Regions from separate parts of the Zea mays genome. Here regions 2 and 3 are each linked to region 1. The links are chromatin contacts, called in public Hi-C maps. All regions are on one chromosome and are shown on one strand. The core of a region is the stretch at or near the end of the contact, and the rest is flanking DNA. Distances in the headings are between cores, read along the strand shown.

Region 1 (2,700 bases), core at 126-2,625:
AAATTCAGGGTGTCACACCTTATGTAGTGATCCTTGATGCACCATAACTCTTCTTAACTCGATCAACCTTGACTTTGTAAGTCTTCTTCTTCACCTCTGGCTTTGGGTTCCTCGGCCTCTTTGACCTTCTCCCGTGCACTCGATACCTCGAAGCTCTTCTTGCCTCCATCCTTGGCTTGATTAGTTGTCTTCGAGTTACGCACACCGAGTCTCACTTAAACAATGTCCATCTTACTTGTGATGTCCATTATCTATAGATATTCCAGTCTTTGGATCATCACACTTGTTCACTTGTGTTGAACCCTGTAAGCTTTGCATTAAGCACCTATTCAACACTTAGCACACATGTTAGTCCTTTAATTGGGTTGTCATCCAAACCACCAAAAACCACAAGAGAGCTTTCAGAAATTAGTTGTACCAAAAAGGACATCAAGCCCATTCTATGACATTACAAAGACCTTTATTTTCACTCTCAATCATATTGACAATTGTGTGAGATAAAACGACAAAAGAAGAGTGTGTTGATATAGTGAAAGTAGTCTAACGTCCTTATATATGTACAACGCAACATATTCACACATGCTCCTCAAGTTTGTTGCTGATCAATACCATAACATGCGAGCAGTATCTCCACGCATGCGAGGATGAAACACCATGACGCTAATATCCTAGCACCATGCATGCGAGCGAGACTAAAGACCACAATAATGTCTTAAACACCCACAACCTTAAAGAGAAAGACGACAACTAAGATGATCCTCTCAGATATGTCAACTCTTCGCATAAATAGACTTTTGCTAACAAATTTTTGCCTACAAGATCCATTCACATTCTCATATGATTACCTTTTGAGCATGTCCAACAAGGTGTCTCAAAATGGTATCCAAAAATTAAAATACCATATCATTTAAAGTATGCAAGACAAATTGAGCTACAACAGTTAAGCCCTAAATCATGTAATATATGAAGTAAATTATATTATTAGGACATAAAATGTTGAGAATGGTGTAGAAAGCAAGGATATGGCACTAATTTGGAGTGTAGTATATTTTGATCATTTTATGGCGTTTCCTATTTTTTTGATTTTTAAAAAAAATAGTGTATTGTTGGGCTGTTTTTTTAATGAATTAACCCATATGGTTTTAAGATAGGATACTAATTTAAGTTACGGTTGGAGATGCTCTAAGCATATATTTGATACTTTGCGCTGTTACGAGTTATAAATTATAATCATGATTACAAGTTTTTAACTCACACACTAGCTAATGTTTGGTCCTTCAGGTGCGTATGCCCGTGTCCTCTGTGACAGGGAGGAACTGATTTGATCCAACAAAATTTCCTTTTTTTTTCTTTTCCCGCTGCTTTAAATCTCGGCGTTTTCGTGGCGCGTGCAGGCGGAGAGGAAGAGGACGCCAATCCAAATCCTTATCCCCACGTGTGTTATCCTTCCATTTTGTGGGCGGGGGTGAGCTCCTGCCTCCTGCCGCCCTGCTTCGCAATCCTCCTCCACCTCGACAACGACGCCGTCGCACCTCGCTGCTCGCCGCCACAGCGGTCTCACCTCATCAGCTTGTGTCGGCCACGGGACGCGACCGAGGCGAGGGCGGGCAGTCTTTGTCCGGTCGGCGATGCAGACCCTCCGTCCCGCGCCCGCCTCCTTCCTCGTGCCGCCCGCTCCCCAGCTCCTCCGCACAGCGCCGCCACCAGCCCCGAGAGGTGAAGTGCATCTCCCTCTCCGCGTCGTATCTCTTCCTTGTTCAAGTGCAGCGTACTGATTAACTCCGCGCTTTGGTTCCTGCACGCACTCTCTCCCTCTCTCAGCAAACGCTGCTGCTCTTGCCGCGGCGTCGCACGGCTGGTTCCCCTCGCCGCACCGTGCCTGCCGGCGCCGTCGACGCGTGACAAGGTCTGCGTCGTCCGGTGGTATGCTCCGACTTCTTCAGAAACTCTCCCGCACTCGCACCGCGTGTTGCTGTTCTAGTTTCAGGCTTTTAGCACGGGAAACTCAGAACCAGTCCTTAAAAATATACTCCGTGGAGTATTACCGTTCGGTTTAATTCAGCAGCTAGCGCCACCGTGGCCTCCGTGGATGATGCCAAGAAGGACGTGCTCATAGCGCTCTCCCAAATCATCGATCCTGATTTCGGCACGGACATCGTGTCCTGTGGGTTTATCAAGGATTTGGAGGTCAGTGAGGCCTTGGAAGAGGTAAATGGAGACCCTTCGTCAAATTACAGGAATCTGATCTAGTGATTACTGCGTGAGCTGCACATGAACTGGAATTGGTGGAGTGATTATGGTTGATGTTTCAGGTCTCATTTCGTCTGGAGCTGACGACTCCCGCTTGCCCAATCAAAGACGAGGCAAGTGCATCTGGTTTCTGAAGAACTATTGGCTAATTGTCCTTTTGGGCTGTTAAAGTAAAAGAATAAGGCTGAAACATATCTTAACTTCATGTTATCCTAATTGTCCGCGGACGGCAGATTGTTGGATGGGAATATTTTACTTGTAAACCTTTACTGGCTTGAGCCATGCAGTTCGAACAGAAGGCGAACGAGGTCGTCGCAGCACTTCCATGGGTCAAGAAGGTAGACGTCACAATGTCTGCGCAACCTGCACAGCCGGTATATGGAGGGGAGCTTCCAGAAGGGCTACAGAAGATCTCCAACATCATAGCAGTTTCAAGCTGCAAGGCATGCA
Region 2 (2,700 bases), core at 12-2,511, 310 kb after region 1:
TGTCTACCATCCAGCAGTTCTCGAAAGATTGGAAAATAGAGGTAGTGATAATCATGTTATGGTGCATCTGTAAGTGTAGAAATGGCTGGATTTTTGAAAATGCTCCTCCCACAACACATGGTTGCCAAGCTATGTTCAAGAAGGAAATGCTTCTACTCTGTTTCAGAATGAAGAAAGCAGTGGGAGAGATTAGAGCTTGAGTTCATATATTGTAATATACTAATGTACAGTAGTTGTACACGACATTTTTATTTATATAATTAAAGATACTGCAGGCCCTGCAGTATTACTATTCAAAAAAATGTGAAAGCTTAGGCCTATAAGCCATATGTTGATTATTTTTTAAATGAGATTAAAGATCATCAAATAAATAAGAAACCACCAAAACAACTAGATTTTGTAATGATGCACATACCTCTTTTTTCTAAAATGATCCTCGCAACAAATACTTCCATAGTATATTATTTTTAGTTTGTTAACCCAAACTTCTCGAAAATATACTAATGCGCACACCACCAATAAATACAAAAGGCATGATCCATTCTATGATGGGCTTAATGCAACTATGTTGATATTGTAAGTATTGATATATTATTTTCTGTAAATGGTTCTGAACTTAAAAGAAATTGAAACATCACAACATTTAAAAAAAACTATATAATTTAGAGTGGAGAGAGAGCATTCACGCGTTCTAGTTTGGAAGAAGGGCTTTGTGGTTCTGTGTTCCTGCTTATTTGTAAAACTTTAATTTTGATTCTCTCTTTTCAGCCCTTCCATGTTTAGGTAAAAACATCTCACTTTTGAAAAAAAACGTGTTCAAGAATCTATTCTGTACAAATGCACAACATAATTCCTCACTGGAAATCTGGAATGGAACAACAAGTCAATCGTGCATTCTGTGGCAGACGAACAACCTGACCCCACGTATGCATCGGAAGTTCGGGACGGAGTGACGCACTACACAGACGCGACAAGAGCGAAGGCACAGAGGAGGTGTGCAGCGGTGTGGTGAGCTGAGCTGGGCGGACCCTCCAAAGCCCGAGCGTGAGCGCCATCGTCCACCGAGGCCTTGCCTGCCTGCCTTGTTTCCCCAACCCCCTCGGACCCTCACATCTTCCTCGGTCTCTCCGCCGCCCACCACCTCCCTCCCCCTCCTCTCTTTATACGCCACCGCGGCGGGGCTTCCCCCATCCCTTGTCCGTTCGCTGCATTGCTCCCCTAACCGTTCGGCCAGGAGACAGCGGAGAGGGCAGAGATGGCGGCCGCGTCCTTCACCGCCGCCAAGTTCCTGGCGCCGGTGGCCGCGAGATCCGGCGGAGAGAGGGCGCCCCCGCTCCCCGCCGGCGCCTCGTCCTCCTCCTTCGCCAGGACCCTGCGCCGCGGCGCGGTGCACCACCCGCGCCTGCGCACCGCGCTCGCCGTCTCCTCCGACCTGCTCGCTGGGAACAAGGCCGCGCAGGCCGCCGCCGCGCATCCGGTATGGAATACCTTTTCTACGTTGCTCTCTCCTGTTACTTCAGAGAGAAAAAAGCGATCTTGGGTGCCGACGCAGTGTAAAAACCCGATCTTGGGCGCTCTTTACAGTTTAACTGTGCTGCGCGATTGGATCTCACGAGTCTGAAATTCCGATGAGTGATATGGTTTCTAGTTTAACGACGATTTGGCTGGTTGCATCCCACAGTAGTACTTTGTAGTCGCAATTCGGGATGCATAAGCGTAAATCTCACAAAACTTTACCTCCCAGCTTTGGAATGAAAGGTGAAAGGATATCGTGGCCTCCTGAATTTCATGGTGATGACTCCCCTGTGCTCTAAAAGTGCTGCTGAAGTTGTCTTCTCGCTCTCGGATACTGCTCATTTGTGATCGGATACCTATGAATGGAGACAGTTGTTTAGTTAACATAATGTCACTGATTGACAGCTGAAATTGTAGTTTTCACCACATATTTTTTAATAGATCCACCAGTTAGCTCTGTTCATGCCTGCAGCTGCAAGTCTGATGAGGTATCAGTGTCTTGAGACTCAGGACTGAACTGATACAGTCATACTATCTTCTGTCACCTAGCTTACCTAACTAGTACTCCCTCCGTTTCTTTTTAGTTGTCGCTGGATAGTTCAATTTTGCACTATCCAGCGACAACTAAAACGAAACGGAGGGAGTACTGCTTAGACATGGAAAATGTCTTATTTGTTTTTCTGTTGCTGCAAGTCTGTTCAAGTTGCAGAACACTGTGTTGTGTACGTAATTCATGGTCTATCGTTTTCTCCAGGCGGTTACCCGGGAAGAGGCACTGGAGCTGTATGAGGACATGGTTCTTGGCCGTGTATTCGAGGACATGTGTGCACAAATGTACTACCGTGGCAAGATGTTTGGTTTCGTCCACCTTTACAATGGCCAGGAGGCTGTCTCCACTGGCTTCATCAAACTTCTGAACCAAGCTGACTGTGTTGTTAGCACATACCGTGATCATGTCCATGCGCTGTCCAAGGGTGTCCCGGCACGTTCTGTCATGGCTGAGCTCTTTGGCAAGGCCACAGGCTGCTGCCGTGGACAGGGTGGTTCCATGCACATGTTCTCTGCTCCCCACAACCTCCTGGGAGGCTTTGCCTTCATCGGAGAGGGCATTCCTGTTGCCACTGGTGCAGCCTTTGCTGCTAAGTACCGTCATGAGGTGCTCAAGGAGTCTGGCCCTGATGGGCT
Region 3 (2,916 bases), core at 3-2,502, 390 kb after region 1:
GTGTCTCGTACTGAAGAAGCATGTCATCCCAGCTGTTCTTCACCCGGAACTCGTCGTCCCAGAAGAAATCTCTCACAACCTCTGGTGATGCATCCTCAAAGATAGTGCTACTGCGGTACTGTGGTGGACCATTCTGGAATGAAGCAAACACACAAACAAATCAATTCAGTGTTATTTTCATCTACCTAGTACAGTAGTAGGACCCATACATTTCCATTTCAACTAGAGCTGATCATAAGGAAAATTTGTCTAACATTAGTCTGCACCTTGAGATGATCTACGACTATGACTCTGACGGCATATACATGTTCTAACATCCTAACAAGTCTTGAATTGAATCCCAGATATCAAATAAAATTTAGTCCTAAACAGTTTGCAGAACAATTATTCAGTTCTAAACTTGTTCAAGTCTCTCTAGCCATTTAACGGTGGATGAAGAAAGACGGCACAGCTACATACCGGTGGGTCTCTCCGCCAGGCTTGGTACCTCATGGTCGGCAAGGTGCGGTCCATCATGTGGATCCACGACGGGCCACCGTCCTTCTCCTGGACGAGCCGCCAGAGGTGCATCAAGTCACGGGTGTTCACCGCCAGCTGCTCGTCCTCGGGCGCCGCAGGAGCCACCACAGTTCTGCAGACACCCGCGGAGCAAATCCGTTACATACAATTCAGGGTAGAATCACAAGAACTCTCGCATCCATGCAGCGAAGGACGAACGCCTCACCTCGTTACGACGGCGGGCGCCTCGTTGCGAGGGACCACCGCGGCAGCGGCGGGCGGCGGAGGGAGCTGCGCCGCCTGCTGGGCGTTGTGGTCGCCGACGACGACCCCCGCCCACCTCGGGCGCCACGCCCACCCGATGAGGAGGCCAACGAGCGCGGCAAGCCAGAGGGGCGCCGCCAGCGCGGCCAGCTCCAGGGCGGCGCCGCCGAGGGTCTGCTGGCGGAAGATCCCCATCAGTAGGTCGAGGAGAGCCGACATCTCTGTTTGGCAGCTGGAATCCGCAGAAAAAAGGACCCGGTCTTTCACCACGGAATCCTCGCAGAACGCGTTGTTTTTCGCCGCGAGAACTCGAGCGTTCGCCGATATTGATACGCCCACGGTGGCGGAACTCGCCCCCTCACAAAATCGATTCCGGCGGAAGGAACGGTTACTGGTAGCAGAGAAGAGTTTTGGGGCCGGGGTATAGGATTGGGACTCTGTAGTCGCACCAAAATCTCTCTCGCGCAGTGGGCCGGCAATGGGGTATCCGTATCCCTCTCGAACGAAGTAGCAGTAGCAGTGATGAGTAGTGAGACGCAAGCGAAGGGAGGAGGGAGAGGCGGCCTGGCCCGGCGCAAGGAGAAGACAGCTGATGCGGGGGGAAAAGATCGGGTCGGAAAAATCCAGACGCGCGAGATCGAGAGAGGTGTGGAGGCGCGGAACGTGTGGCGGAGGCGAGGCGGGAGATGCGTGGGGGATAAGAGATAGGAAACGGCGATATTTTGCAGCAGCGAAAAAGAAAGGAAAAAAACACGAATCGGGAGGAAGAAGAAGACAAGGCCTGGCTGTGTCTGGTGGAGAAGGGAGAGAGCTGGGTGTGGTGGGCTGGGCTGGACTGGGGTGGTGGTGGTGGCGAGCGGAGTAGATATAGCTCTCCTCTGGTCTGATGCTCAGGCGTCCGCGTGGGCAGGCATGGAGCTGTGCGTGTGGGTGGAGTCGCGTCGCGAGGTCCTCGTGTTTTCCCTGCGGTGGACGGACACGGTGGTCGCCGGTCCGGGCTCCTCTCCGTCCCGTCATCACACACTCGGTTTCGTCAGCTCTCGCTCGTTTTCCTTGGCGACCGCGGGAGTGAAAAGCGAACGTTCCACCCAGCGCGGATGACCCTTGACCGCACGCAGGCACCCCAGCCTCACGTGTTACGTAGATCGTCAGGCAGTCAGGCACACCCAGTTTCTTTGGCTCGTTATGCAGCCGAGGCGAGCCGGCTCTTATGAGCTAAGCCTAAACTGGTTTATAATAGAGATCAAGAGTCCAAGAATTTGGATACATCGAGAGCTTGAATTGCACACAATGCACATGCTGCAAGCACAAGGCACGGGCTCATTACGTCGCCATCGTGGTTCCTTTCCAGGGCGCGTATGTGTGGAATGTGACCATTTCAGCGAAAACGTGAGGATTCAGCGTGTGTTTGGCATAACTCTGTTTCACTTGAGAACAACTCTACTCTAAAACTTTGGATGGAGCAGCTCTGCTCTAGATTTTAGATTGTTTCTCATAATCGGTGGCATTGGCGGATAAATAACTTCAAACTCTATGACTAGGTTGCTTTTTTGAGTTTTCGGAGTACCAAAAGAGGTACTCCAAAAAATTGTACTGCAGCTCCAAAAACTCCATAGAGTTTACAACTCTGGAGTTAGAGTGTTTGACATGCTCTGGCTAGCTCCCCTAGAGTTTTGCTCTGGAGCCATGCCAAACAGGCCCTCAATCGGACTACTACTCAGATGTGCTGGTGTACATCAAAGCCTAGATTTAGGTGTGTGTGCGATCAACTACGTTACTTATTGTGCGCATGACTCTCGCAAGTTTAGAATGTGGCGTCATATCTTCCTTCATATTGTTGACGTCGTCCAGCAGGACTTATGGATGACTTGTGGATGTCGTGGACGAGTACGTTCAAATCAATGAGTCTACTTCACATGAGACCCTCAATCAATTTTGTAAGGCCATCGTAACTACATTTGGACCCGTTTACTTGCACACAGCACGCTAGATCAAGCACGCTTACTTCAAGTTGGTGAGATTCATCGATTTCCTGGCATGATCGACAACATCGACTGCATGCACTAGGAGTGGTGCAACTGCCCTGCTGCTTAGAAGGGTATGTCCACTGGTTGGGGCAAGCACCCTATCATGATCCTTGAGGCAGTGGTCTCG

What was found. Hi-C and Micro-C count contacts between places; a contact is called where the count stands out from the background.
Region 2: a Hi-C map of leaf shows a contact between it and region 1, with 7 times the contacts expected there. The contact joins the promoter of LOC100272834 here to the promoter of LOC103646865 in region 1. A contact is called at or near these places in 3 of 25 Hi-C or Micro-C datasets (ear, leaf and tassel).
Region 3: a Hi-C map of bundle sheath shows a contact between it and region 1, with 2.4 times the contacts expected there. The contact joins the promoter of LOC100382153 here to the promoter of LOC103646865 in region 1. A contact is called at or near these places in 2 of 25 Hi-C or Micro-C datasets (bundle sheath and leaf mesophyll).

What each region holds. Positions count from the first base shown.
Region 1 is chr2:114,439,792-114,442,491 of Zm-B73-REFERENCE-NAM-5.0, reverse strand. It overlaps LOC103646865 (fe-S cluster assembly factor HCF101, chloroplastic), which reads left to right and starts at 1,375. Exons shown (of 15, transcript XM_008671494.4): 1 at 1,375-1,716; 2 at 1,822-1,923; 3 at 2,066-2,208; 4 at 2,313-2,363; 5 at 2,538-2,693. The coding sequence starts at 1,629.
Region 2 is chr2:114,128,718-114,131,417 of Zm-B73-REFERENCE-NAM-5.0, reverse strand. It overlaps LOC100272834 (Pyruvate dehydrogenase E1 component subunit alpha-3 chloroplastic), which reads left to right and starts at 1,261. Exons shown (of 3, transcript NM_001147287.1): 1 at 1,261-1,477; 2 at 2,270-2,700. The coding sequence starts at 2,309.
Region 3 is chr2:114,052,450-114,055,365 of Zm-B73-REFERENCE-NAM-5.0, reverse strand. It overlaps LOC100382153 (Polyketide cyclase/dehydrase and lipid transport superfamily protein), which reads right to left and starts at 1,252. Exons shown (of 6, transcript NM_001174913.1): 1 at 725-1,252; 2 at 460-631; 3 at 1-133. The coding sequence starts at 981.